Linked DNA regions of Bicyclus anynana: region 2 is linked to region 1. Evidence: chromatin contacts called from public Hi-C data. All regions are on one chromosome and are shown on one strand. The core of a region is the stretch at or near the end of the contact, and the rest is flanking DNA. Distances in the headings are between cores, read along the strand shown.

Region 1 (7,201 bases), core at 1,589-4,088:
TGTGGAGTAGACAAATCTAGAGCGTGTGTTTTATTTTCCACAGTTCCCACAGTAGGCGGATTTGGTTTTGGTAGTGTTGTATTTAGTTTGTTTGCTGCAGTTAAAGATTTTGGTGTAGCTGGTACTAGCTTGGGAACTTGACTTTTGTGTTTAGCCTGTTTTGCCTTTTTTTCTGTGAGTGATTGCAATTGTTGCTCAAATGTTTGCTGAAATGTAATAGGAGAAGCAAAATTACCACTCTGTTTACCTAATTTAGTGTCAGATATAGGCTTCAAGTTTGGTACGGGACCTTTAGCAGATGTCTCAGATGATTTTGTGAGTGGTTTAGACGTTGATGGATTATTATCTGATTTATTAGGCACAATATTTGGTTTATCAACATTAGACTCTGGTTTATTTGTTTTTTTAGGATCTGTATCAGGCAATTTAAGAATCTCAATATAATTATGTACAGGAGCATTTGGAACCTTATGAGTACTGGCATTTGAAGCTGTTGCTATACTTTTATTAATTGCATTCTTTTTTGGATCAGAATTGGTAACATCAGAAGGGCTACGAGGGTCTAATTTCTGATCAGTCAAAGTAATAGAGAGTGAAGAAGGTATATTGATTTTACAAGAATCAAACAATGACTTTAATGGATCACCTGATGTTGGTGGTGTCCCAGGTGTGGGAAGGGATGTTTTGACTTGTGACAATATTTTACTTCTATCAATTGTTGGATCACAATTATTTGATAAAAGATCCATTCTCAATTTTGCAACTGGTGGGCCTTTATTTTGTGTTGCTGGAGGCAGTGGGACGCTGGGTTTAAGATCAGGCATTTTTTTTGTAACAGGTTTGGGCATTTCGCCATGCTTAACATTAGCTGATGAAGTGTCAGGTTTTGGTATTTGAATTTTAAGTGGAGACACAGTTTTCTGAACTAGTGGGGTGGATTGGGAAGCTGAAGGCACATCAGATGGTTTACGTTTGGGTGATGCTATGGTCTGAGATACTGGCACAGGCCTTTTATGACCAGAATTATCTAACTGTTGTTTTAAAGATGAAATTTGTTGGGGCTTAACTTCTTTAGAAGCTATTGAACTTGATGTCTGAGCAACAATATTTGGAGTGGGAAGATTGGGTTTAGAGGTTTCATCCATATTTTTACCTTTGTCTGATGTATCACCTTTTAATTTATGGGGGTTTTCGTTTAAATTAGATACTTTAATTGTTCCTGACCCTGTTTGAGGCAGTGGTATTTTTGCTTTTTCTATCTCTATTTTAAGTTTTTTCATTTCAGGTAAAGTTTTTGAACTGTCAATTTTTCTTTTTAAAGTATCATCAGATTTTGTTGCACTTATTAAAGATTTAAGAGTATTTTCTTTTGGTGATTTTGTTTCACTTGTATTTGGCTTGGCAGGTGACTTCAAGGTAGTAGAAGTACTTTTAGCTGTTAATTCAAATGAGTTTAAAAACTGTGACTTTTCTACTTCGTCATCATTCTTCTTCAGAGGTGAAGAACATCTTGGTGTGTGAGTAGCAGTTGAGACTTGAGCATTTGTGTCCTTCATTTTTTGTACTGTGTCATTCTTCATTGAGTCACTAACTTTCTTAGTGTTGTTATCATCAGGCATAGGACTATCAGTGCCAGAAGAGGCTTCAGATGTCTGATCATTTATGTTTGGTGCTGGACTGTTAGCATTAGTATCTTCAGTGCATGTGGGACTAGATTTTCTATCTGGAAAGTGAGTTCCTTTTCTGTTGATATCAAATAATCTATTTCGGATTGCAACATAATCAATAATTTGGTAAAAAAATCTCATTGGTTCATTTCTCTTCCAATTGTATATGTAAGCAATATCCATAAGTGTATAGTAATCAGGCAATGGGACCCTTTTGTATAATATGTCGATAGCAAACTGAGTGCTATCAATATCAAATTTCATACTTAAAAACTTTTTAAGGTGATTTATATTAACAACAGCTGGACACTGCAGGTATCTTCGAGTAGTCAGTGAAACTGTAGGAGGTTCATTGCTGTCTGATGATTTACTGGATATGCTATCGGCATCAGTCATATCCACAAACTCCAATGAAAAAGAGATTACATCCTCTGGACTAAAGATGATTCTTTCTGTATCTTCACCTCTTTGCTCTGGAGTTGCACAAGCTGCTGGGCCGGGTCTAGACGCATAAAACTGTTGACGACGTTCCATCTCTTTTTGGAAGAGGCCAGGCACTAGTTTGTACACAATGTCTTGTAGAGCTTTGTCCAGTTTGATATTAGGCTTTGCAGAATTGATCATCATTTCACAAACGGGGCAGTAGCTTTTCACCTGGAGATGCTTTATAATACAACTGCGGCAGAACGAATGTAAACACTCAACGATGGTTGTGGCATCGATGTAGTAACCTCGACACAAAGGGCACGTTATTTGTTCATTCACTTCACCTAACAATGTTCTTTGCGGCACCACTGCACTATCGTTCTGTTCAGTCATTTTTACGACTTTTTTATCAGACTGCTTGTTAGAAGTAACCATTTTCAATGTGCATTACCAGCGTCATCAAATAACGGGGGAAATAAAATAACATTCCCAGACTAACACTATAATTTCACAATATCGTTGTATCAAGTTAAGGAATCGCAAACATTTTCAAATTAAATTAAAATTGATAACATTTCAGTTTGTAAATGCGCATCGATATTAAGCGAAGTACAAAATCTTGCGATTTGGAGTCGGACGACATGATGGATATTCGCTATGTTGGCAACCCTGCCCGAGCCCGACTCACCGACTGTGGCAGTGTACATTAGTAAAAGTATTCCTATAAACTTGAATAAACTTCACTATTCGACTACTTTGATCGTAAATTGCAATATGTGGAAGATATAAAGAAAATACAAACACGTCACTTACCTAAATTAGAACACACTTTTAAATAACTAATATTAAACACAACAATTTTGGCGCGAATACGCCCGCATTAGTCAAAGTGTCAATGTCACAGAACATATAAGTTAAAACAGCTGTTTTTCATGTTGCCAAGAATAAATATTGTTTATTCAATGTACTCTATGGTTTAAGCCAAAGAGAACTATGCATAAAATCTTCGACCATTAATAACAGGACCTGCCTCGCTGGCCGTTACCCCTCTGGCAAAGATCAAAATTCAATGATCTAACCCGTTTATAAAAACTGTTGCTATAGAATCGATGTTTCATTGTTGTAATCGTTTTCGTCGTGTAAAGAGCTCCTTAAAAATGCCGGTTTGTGTAGTTGAATGGCATAAAAAACGGCCAAAAACTTGTAGTTTAGTAAAATATGAAGTTACATTTGTAAGTTTTTCTACCATAATTTTATCTAATTCGTAATAAAAACAATTTCTTAAAATAATCGATTCTTTTGACGGAACAGCAAAAAATCGATCAAGTAATCGAACATTCTATGTGTTACATTCTGTGGATAGTAAAAATTACGCGTGTGTGTATTGCGAGTCAAATATATAGTTATGTGTAATGTATGGACACAGTATATATTTAATGTTGTGTAATATTTTTGATGTGTGAGTTTACCTCGTCCCCTTCAAAAAACGACAGACTTTTTTGTTGGTGAATTTGGGTGCAAAACAGGTCCATAGTCTAAACAGTCAAAGGCCTAATGGACTATGATTGCTAATCGATTTTATTAATATAATATCTCGATGTGAATTGGACTATTGCATTCAGGCAGACCGCACATCACTAACCGTGAGCTGTCATCGGCAGCGACCGCCATTTATTTTTCTTTCTTTCAAAGTAGACGTCGCACGAGTGAACCATCATTCCGTATCTGAAAATATTTAATTAATCACTATAGTCTCGTTTTACTACAAATATTAAGCCGTAAGGCTTAAATTCTCTAAATATGAGAGCAAAGGTATTTTAGTGCTATTATCATTAAGTTGTGTTGTCTATCATAATATCAAAATGCCGCATTTAAGATAATCATATTTTGTTCCAGTGGCGTAAGAAGCGTATGCGAAGGCTAAAGCGTAAACGCAGGAAGATGCGTGCGAGGTCTAAATAAAAGGTAAAAATCCATATTATTTACTGCCGTCTTGATTAGCCATGCTTGCTGAATCTATGCTCGTTTAAAAACTAAACCCTCTCTTTTGGAAACCGGTTGTTACAAACCTCAAATGTCTTTAATAGATAGATAGGGGTTTAAAATTTTATATTTTTTCGACTACCAAATAATTAATCATAACCTATATTTACCTACCACGCTATGCTAAGTCCCATGTGATAGGTATCGAGGCATAACTGAAAACAGTTTGTCCAACAGTTGTCCAAAGCTAAAGAATAGATTGATTAAAAGAGATTATTTAATTCCCACGTGTTGCCATATTACTATTTGTAGATTAGAATCATGGTACCTAATAAATTTGGGGATATAGTTATTACTATTTTAATCGGGCAGCTGTCACTTGTTGAAATTACTTTTAACTAGTAAAAAGTTGTGTTTTAAAACTAACATGGTCTGAAAGGGGGACCCTGTGTGTGACCAATTTTTTTGTCAAATCAAATGTGTTTTTCACAATTTAATTGTCTGCAGCTTTGTTTAAAGTGTTTGATAAACATGGCTAACTATAAAGTCAAATTTGACTAGCAAATTTGTCAAGAAGTAACATCATTTCATGCCATTTAGCAGCATCTGAGTAAGTGGTCAATTCTCTAAAATGGAATAGTTTCACTTATGATATATATCAGGTTTCATACTATTTTGGGCCTTAAACCCTTATCCAAAATGAACTCCTACTAACCTTCAATTATTGTATTATAACATGATGATAACCTTTGTTCAATTATGACGTATATCAACTAGACTCTCTTGACACTGAAGCTGATATGTTTGTAATAAAAAATACATAGGTAGGCATATTTCGTATTGTACTTATATGAAATATGCCTACCTATGTATTACTAAAATGAAAATCTGTAATGTAAAGTAGTTAGAAAGAATCGTAAAACTCATAAACAAATCGTTTGATGCAAGGGATCTAATGTTAAAAAACACTGTGACTTTGACTTAACTGAAGAAGGCAAATTAAATCAGTAAACTGGAACCAACATACACTTGTTATTACTTGAGCTCTGTGTGATAAAACTTGTTAAAAGAAAATATAAAATTCATTTATTTCAAGTAGGCTAAGTTTACAAGCACATTTGAAACAAGGTTGACTAATTGTAATGACTACCGCTGGTTCAGAAGGCAGAATACTATTACCATGCTTAAAAGATTGTGTTTTGATGTAATGGGTAATATGTAGTTTCCAATGAAATTACTGCCACATGATGCTTAACAATTATGGCACTGGCATGTTATGTTCCTTGCATGCCTTGCGAAAATTGGCTTTGTTATTGACTATTGTTTTCCACTTACCATCAAATGTGACATCTTGTGCCATCAATTACAAATTAAAATAACTGTAGTAATTAATTCTCTATGATCACTATCTTAAAATATAAATGTGAAATGTCACTCATCATGATATCTTGAAAACCGCTTGCATACTAAGTAGAAATTTGGCAGGGAGGTAGTTCATAGTTAGTAGAGGTCAGCCAGATTTTGCGAGATGGTCAGATTAAAGAGGTCTATCGGCAGATGAAGTCACAGCTGTTTGCTATTATATTTATAAATATTCAAATCAACCCTCTGAGGCAGTCGTTGTCTCATCATGAGATTAATGTAAAGAATTGGAGGGAATATTATAATTGCCTCAGTATGTACTCTTTTGAATATTGTTATTCTAGAGACAAGTATTGAATGCAAACAAAACTTATTATAAATAGTCATATAATATAAACATGCACTTGAAATCCTTAATCAAAAATCTAATTTGTGAATTTATTTTACAGGTACACGTGTGAGGAGAGAAGATTAATAATATTATCTTTACTTTACTTGTGTATCAAATAAAAAATTCAAAAATCCTCTATTGTTTTATTATTTTACTATAAATTAATTATGTAAATTGATCTGGTAACTTTTTTATAATTTCAATTTAAGTACTGATAGGTAATTAAGCATTGCGACAAGTTTTTGTTAACATAAAAATTGTATATACCTACCTAATGAGGTTGAGAAAGAAAAAAATATTCTAAAACCTTTTTTAAAAAAAGTTTTTTGCTTTTAATTTATTTATTTTTAATATAAATAGATTCAACTTACATCATTATTTATCTTGACGTAGGTATGTTTAGAAATGTCAAAATAATTTTGAATTCTAAATTGACAGGTATAAAAAGGCATAGCTTCCAAAAACCAACGAAGGTTTTTTTCCTCCATAAAGCAGGAAGTACCTGGTTGTTATCGATTACTTATGAAAAGATAGAATACAATGGGTCGTATGTCCGGAATAAAATGGGAAAAAACTTTTCAGTGTAGGCCTGTTCACAATATTATATCATCAGATTTTCCCAAGTACAATCCTCAACCATGGAAATTTATGGTAACTTCTCTTATAGTTAGTGGCGTAACTATATCGTCTGCAGTATTTTGCCAGCCCCCATCGTACACTAGTTACACCACTGATTAAGGTATTTTTTTAAGTTGAGTACTTCACAGTGCTATAAAATGTAATTCCAGGAAGGGCGTACTCAAATAGAATGGCTTTTGTCGTACGAATATCAGAGAATGTGGTTAGAAGAGAGAGAAGCATGGAAGAAGCGCATGTATCCCGAAAATACAACAGTAAACGTGGATATTGTTAAACGCTACGTTTTGACTTTTAAAACCAACTATCATCCCCCTAAGCCGGAACAAAAAAAAACCATTTAAAATGAAAAAGTAGGTATCAGAAATAACTAGATATGAACCCACAGTACGATACAAACTTTAATGCCGTTACTTCCTTAACGCGTTAATTTTGCATTGCGTGTCTTCACACCGTACGTGAAAATGCGTAATGCAAAGTTTTTGCTATCCAATTTCCGAGACGTAAATAAAGTTTGTAACGGACTTTAACTATTTTTATTCATCCTACACCAATTTTTATTATTAATTAATGAAAATTGGTGTAGGATGTACGTATATCTACCATGAAATTAAACGACTTTCTTACAAGATACCTACCTGTATTGTTATAATATTAAAATTCAACTGTAGGTTTGAAGAAATAGGAAGTAAAACAGAATCAAAACGTCCGCCGGGTGATAAAGCAATGGGATTCA
Region 2 (7,201 bases), core at 3,230-5,729, 210 kb before region 1:
TTTATAAGAAAGAATATTTGCCATATCTTTTTAATATGACCAATATTCCCATTTCCCTCCAACTAGTCGGGAAAGACTGTATTAGGAGTGGGTACGACAATAGACCAACAGTGCGGGGATCGAACCACCACCCCTCGGTGATGAGTCCGACCGCTCTTAGCGTTGAGCTATTGAGGCTATCTATTAAGACTGGTGTATCAAACACTATATTACTGTCTTCAGTTTTCTCTGACTTGTGTTTTCCCATTATTTACTGTTTTTACGATAGAGACTTTATACCTAGCAATTTCATTAGCTATTATAATTTGTTTACTATGTTGAGTGTAAATTTTTTGTTCTATTGCAGTAAAAAGGAAGTGATTCAGATAAGAGATAATGAACGTAACCTTTGAAAATACAACCACTGCTTGTGACCATGAAAAATATGGTAATCATTATTTAGCGAATGTAGTTCTGAGTTATTAGTATCGTTCAAACACATTAGGTACTCGTAAATGCGTTATTCATATATCATTTTGACCTTTGCAAAATGATTTATAAATTTTGTAAAGGTCATCATTTAATTAATAAATTGTATTTCGTGAAAAAATATTTAATGTGTAGGTGTTGTTTTCTATTTTTATTTATTATTATTATTATTTCTTAACTAAATGAATTTTGATGAAGCAAACAACATGTATATGTTAATTGTAGAAGTATAAAAAAATTAACAAGGTAAAACATAAAATATTCTTCCCTATCAATAGAACAGAAAACCATTAAAAATAAACAAATAAATAACATTGAATTGACATTCATAAGGCGTGTCCAAACATAGCGCTGCAATCGTTAGCGGCACGCCGGGCGCGACTGTCGCGCTGTGGGACGGTCACCGTGCGTGAATGTTTCGGGGATGTCTATACTAGTCGCGCAGCAGGGCTGAATCTCGCGATTGCCGCGTGTTTGGACACGCCCTTACATAATTAATAATAATTATCAATGCATCAATACGACGTCATTATATTTTTACACTGTAGCTGTAACAGATTGATTGAATGCAAAAGTAATATTATTATAAATTTCAAATATAGTAAGACTTAGAAACACCAATAGGACATTCATATACTATATTCATCGACAAACCTTTGTAAGGTGATGAGAATAGTGCCTGCCAGAATGGTGTCATTTACTTATCACAGTATGTAGTAATAATAATTATAATAAATACATTACGTCACTTATAGTATTCTATGTAAATGAGGAAAACACTTACCTAGGCAAGTTTAGATAAGAGCCAGAATAGCTGCTGTACTTATAGTGAACAAGATTCCAACTAGAAGCGTAACTCAATAGGGCCTGCCTCGTGAGTAGAGAGCAGGCTGCCGCAGTCCGAACATCAGGAACTGCTGTGGTGACTGTCCTCCACCGGCGAGGCAGCACTACACTCTGTACAGAGATTGTCACTCAGTGACTAATACTTAGATATACACATCTATTTAAAATTCTAATGAGATGAAACTGACTCAATCAAAAATGTTTACTGAAGTAATCAACACAAATCTAAGTTTATTTCAAGTCTAAGATTTTTAGCAATTTGGAAAATGTCAAGTCTGTAATGCCTCTACAAAACGTAGGCGTCCACATATCCGCATCGCATCAAACGGAAAATCCGTTTGAAGTCATCAGTATGATGTGGATATGCAGATGTACTTGTATGACTCTCTATACAAAGAATACTACAATCTGTTTGATGCAATGCTTCCGATACGTACGATGTGGATCTGTGTAAACACATCTTAATTTTAATTGAGTTTATTTTGCTTAAAGTAAAGTGAAAAGGCATTGGGGAGGCTTAGGGTATTAATAATATTTCTATACCACTATCAGATGTTAATGTGACTGTGACTGGGACAGACAGTGAAACCATTGTATATTAAAAAGATTATGTTATTTCCTTTTAAATAACTCAAGTAATAATATTATTTTTGCAAATTATACTTTGACAACTAAATTAATGGAATAAATAAAGATAACTTTTAGACATAACAACTATGACTGTCTTGTGGCAAATAGACTAAACAATACTTTATAGAAGTGTGTCAGTTGGAAGTTGGAACAGTACTCTTTAGAAATTTCCTATTCATGACTAAGCACTCATATCCTGCTTTTATGCTTTTGTTCAAATAGGTCATTGGAATATAACCGCTAGGGATTTACCTGTCCAATAAATAGCAACATAACGAGTATCATCTATACTATAATATTATAAAGACATAAAGTTTAACAGTTTGTAGCAGATAATCTCTGAATCAACTAAACAAATTTTGAAAATTATTTTACCAATAGAAAGCCATGTTTTTAATGTAATAGGCTATAATTGATCCCCATATTCCTACAGGAACTATATGGGTGAAAACACAGGTCATCTGCTGGTCATGTTTATATAGATGATTTTTTGACCTAATTTCTCAGATATAAACTGACTACTTACCGACACATCATCAGAAGGATACAATAAAATATCTCTTAGTGGATCATTAAGTAGCAATGTTTTGTTCTCTTGAATATATTTTTCAAAATCAAGCACATTGCTTTTGTTGCTGAGTACATTCTGAAATAAAATATTAATCTTAGTAATTTAAAAACTTTTTCTAATTGTAACTTTAATTTTTTAAATAAAACAAATTCTGGTTAGGTTATTCCAGATCCGCTGAAAAGATTTTGATGAATTAAGGCACAAATAGGCTACATTTTCCCCAATATTTCCATAGACACAGCATAAATGCCAGTTTTTTTTTTCATTATAAATAGAAACAGCAGGGTTGTAAGGAAAATAGCCACACACACAGCACATTTTCTTTATAGTTCAGTCATTAAATATCTGACAAGATTGTCATTCAATATTTGATAACATTTTTTCTGTTTTCCCCTTAACCTTTTTAATCCGGCCCTATTGCAAAATCTGTTCTTAGCTGATACCTACTAACTCTATAGTTAGTATCTACCTCTCTGCCAAATTTCATCTTTGTATCAAGCGGTTTTCGAGGTTTTGTGATGAACGAACCTTACAAATTCATATATTAAGATACATGTGCAACACTGAGGACAAAGTTTTTCTTTTAAAGTATTGCAAATACAGACATACAGAAAATGAATTTTGTACATCTGATAGTCCATACTAAATTAAATTACTATTTTATTTAAGGCATCAAGTATAAACAGGGTTTCAGTAGAATAATATTGTGTCTTACTTTGTTTTTGAAAGAGCACACAATGGATATGTTATGTAAACAGTATTATAGGTATTAGTGTTTAGTTAATTTCATGACTGGTTAGCCACAGATATAATATGATACCTATGTACATTGTACAATTTACAAAATACTTTTATATGTCTAATGAAAGTAATGCTACAGTAAGATTAATTTGATCCAGTATTATGCACAAGGTTTTTAACCAAAATACCAATGGTACAAAATAGAAAATTCTTTATTAAATACAATGTTCTTATTGAATTGCCAGGGTAGGCAGTGCATTTTGCATGAATGAGGGGCAAGCTACTGACTTCAAACAATACAGATAAGGATTTCACCAATATATTTCTAATCAGATATTTCAAGAGGTGTACTTTTTTGCATGTAATTAATTGGGTTTTAGATATTCCCTACTAAATTTACAGTCCCATAGGATGAACAAAATTAACCAAAGTTGGTAAATATATAAAAATAAAAGGTTTTATCATCAAGAAATTTGGCAGGGAGGTAGATTATAGGGAGTAAATGTCCGCTAAGAACAGATTTGGTAAGAGAGTTAGCTTATTGAGGTCTGAGGGAGGACAAAGTCGCGAGCGTCCGCTAATCCGCTAGCTAGCAAATATAGAGAGGAATATTTAAGAGTAAATACTAAATGGTGCACTTTATTATTCAATAGCATATTTTCGTGTGATGTGGTTTGTGATGGTAATAATTTATTATTCTTGTTTGGCTACTAAATAAAAGTTCATGATAAATAAGTACATTTTAAATATTTACTTATATCAAATAATTTTTAATGTTCTCGTGTAATACAAACATAATACTGTAAGAGTTTTACATTATGGAGAATGTGTTTCACTGTTTAGTACAAAACCTCTAACACTCTGTAAATATTATATTATCGTGAGTGTCACTCACTCACTCACAGTCGAAAGGGTCAAGAATGAATGTGTACTTAACGGCAACTTTTCATTGTAAATAGAAAGCTTTGAAATCCATAATCTTGCTGTTTTTAGCACAAATATTTACCTCGTACTCAGCGCCATTCTTCTTAGTCCTAGAAATCACTGGAGGCATTCTGAATTATGCACAATGCGCCATCTTCGTGAATGAATATCTTTAAAAATCGTAGCTAATATTGCAAAATTATTTTCATATTTTTATTTAGATTTAATGTGTCTAAAACATAAAACACCGAAAACCGAACCTACGAAAACGAATAACGATTTGACTTGACAGATTTGACCACAGATCACTATAGGTATAGACTAGAAAGATTTGACATAATGCAGCTAGTGTGACCTGTCAATCCTAACTTGGAAAAACATAGAGTAAAGAGATTGAAACAGAATAAATATGAGAATTATAGATTAAAATAATTATTAGTGATGTACCATAATCGATTATATTAATCGGTGTTTATTATTGGTTCAATATTCAAGACCTCAAACGGCTAAAGAATTAAAAGACAGAGATACACAAAAGCCATAGGGGGCCGGTATCAAAATTAGTTGGGGGGGCCCAAAGGAAGGGTAAAGATTTCGCTTAAAAAAACGAAAATGCTCGCCCAAAAAAAATATGACAGTGGCTTAACGTATGAGTATTTACGTACGTAAACTCGGTTTCAAATGAACTTTCCAAAGTGCATAACAATAATGGCGTTCGATATTTGTCACTGTACCTATAGTGATGTGAAACACTGATCTATCAGTTGTGAATGACGATTGAATGAATAAATTCTATGTTAATATTAAATAGAGGTAAAGTTTGTGAGGTTGTAGGGGGTAATATTGGGATCTACTGAACTAATTTTAAAAATATTTTTTTAATAAATAGCCACCTTATTTGTGAGTGTTTATATCCTTGTGGTGTATCAATAATAACTATACTATACTATACCTACCATAACTAATAAATACGTAAAAAACAAAGATGTAAATAAATAAGATTAATTATAAAGTCAATCAAAAATCTTTTAACATAAGTAGGTAATTTTACTGGTTATATTTTACTGGTTATATTGTTCACTCTATGGTTCACTTTTCAGTTCAAGCACTAATGAACTTTGATTATTTGTCTGTGTTTTTATTTTACAATCTTGTTTCTACTACTACTTATCTTGTTTCTACTATTATTTAACGGCTTAAATTGAGTTACTATTGTGTATATTATAAAGTTCAAATGGTATACTATAACAAATAAGGTCTATGTGAGTGACTTGTTTTATAAAACAGTGAAAATTTTGATCCCAAAACTGAAATGTCGTAAATGACCCCTTTGTTTACAAGAAAGGAAAGCTCTCGTAGAATCACCTATAAGTGGGATGTTTCCAACTTTTGGGCACACACTTCACCAGGCAAAAAAGAGATTGTGGCTTACCTACATTTTACTAATTTTGCATTCACGCGTAAGGGGCCCCTGTAGTCCGAGAACCCCGTATAATGTATACGGCTGATACGGCGGTAGCTACACCCCTGGTACTCTATGCAAACTAATTACACTAAACTAATAATTTTTTAGCAATACATTTCTGTCACGCTTTAGGTAGAACACCTACACCGAATATCGAATCGCTTTTCGTTTCTCTGCAAAGTTAACAATACGTCTATTACTTTCTCTGTCTACGGTAAATTGGAACCACAGATGATTTTTTGTATTTTTTTTTATCTGCGGTTGTTATAGATAATACACTATTTATTAAGATATTGTCCTATTAATCTGTGGATGTTGTATTGTATTCATATACTACTCTATGATTGTATTTGAAATTTGAATCATTAACGAATTGAATTATGTAAATATTAAATGGAAATAAAATATTAAGTAATTAAAAAAGCATAGCGTATTTTTACATAATTCTAAATTAAGTGTCCGGCCATCTTAAATCTACTTATAATATATGCCAGCTGACGCCACGCGGTTCCACTTTTCTAGTCTATAGTGATCTGTGGTTCCACTCGCGTAGTTCCTGTTCTCTTGAGAATACGATGTTATTTGTGATTAATGCTATACAACGATATTTTATACTAACATTATCATTGACTCTATAGCTTATACACTCACGGTTCAGTAGATTCAAAAGGATTCAAAGATCCTCTTTATAATATTAAGTGTATCTACTAGTTTGACTGTAGGTACTGTTAGGCAGTAAATTCAATTTGGTTGAGTGTTCTGGTAAATAAAACAAAATGCACTTTGATAACAAATTTAATACATTTTAATCTTGTTTGTCTTCAAAAACGGAGTCTGTTGGATTTTAATAATAAGTATTCTATAAATGTTTTATAAAAAAAATTACCATTTATTTAAGTAGGTAGATATATAAGCTTTGTCCTAATCAGTGACTATCAATATAAATCAAAAATTAATAATTATGTTGAATTAGCTACGAGTAAAATATTATGTAGTTACCATTTCGTTTGAAGCACAAAATTTCTTATCAACATTTCATAATTTTCAATTCATATAATTATTATTTTAATTGATAGTTTCATACATTTTATTTAAATAGATATTAGCTCAGAATACAGAAAAACACCAGAAGCCACGTTTAGATGTCATTATATAGCGCGCAGTGTGTCCAAAAATTGTACACAACAGCCAGTACTCGTCGCACTTCTCACTCGCGTAATGTTGCTAGTACATGAGGCTGTTAAATTTTTCCCTATTTTGTGGTAAAAATTTATAATGTTAAAATCAAAACAATAAGTGTACAGTTCATCACATTAAATGTTAACTTGTATGGTAAATAAAAAAAACAGTGGGACCGGTTTTCTAGTGATTGCTAAGAGTTAGCAAGAAAATGAACTTTGAAAAATTTAAGACAAGGATAAATAAATAATAAATATAATATGACGGTTATTATAAAACTTATCAACTAACAAACTAAAGAAATACATATTTACAATAATAATTTTAAATTATTCATTATTATATCATAAGAATATTTATTTGTGCTACTTACACGT

What was found. Hi-C and Micro-C count contacts between places; a contact is called where the count stands out from the background.
Region 2: a Hi-C map of whole body shows a contact between it and region 1, with 5 times the contacts expected there. The contact joins the promoter of LOC112058263 here to the promoter of LOC112058243 in region 1. A contact is called at or near these places in 2 of 2 Hi-C or Micro-C datasets (whole body and whole larva).

The regions. Positions count from the first base shown.
Region 1 is chr3:12,967,836-12,975,036 of ilBicAnyn1.1, reverse strand. It overlaps LOC112058243 (polycomb group protein Psc), which reads right to left and starts at 2,838. Exons shown (of 8, transcript XM_052891321.1): 1 at 1-2,838. The coding sequence starts at 2,528. It overlaps LOC112058244 (a long non-coding RNA gene), which reads left to right and starts at 3,419. Exons shown (of 3, transcript XR_002887763.2): 1 at 3,419-3,905; 2 at 3,990-4,058; 3 at 5,888-5,962.
Region 2 is chr3:13,181,085-13,188,285 of ilBicAnyn1.1, reverse strand. LOC112058263 (dedicator of cytokinesis protein 9) reads right to left here and starts at 4,479. Exons shown (of 34, transcript XM_024098973.2): 1 at 4,263-4,479; 2 at 2,471-2,590; 3 at 1,253-1,425. The coding sequence starts at 4,310. It overlaps LOC112058262 (muscle, skeletal receptor tyrosine protein kinase), which reads right to left. Exons shown (of 9, transcript XM_052891078.1): 9 at 6,425-7,201.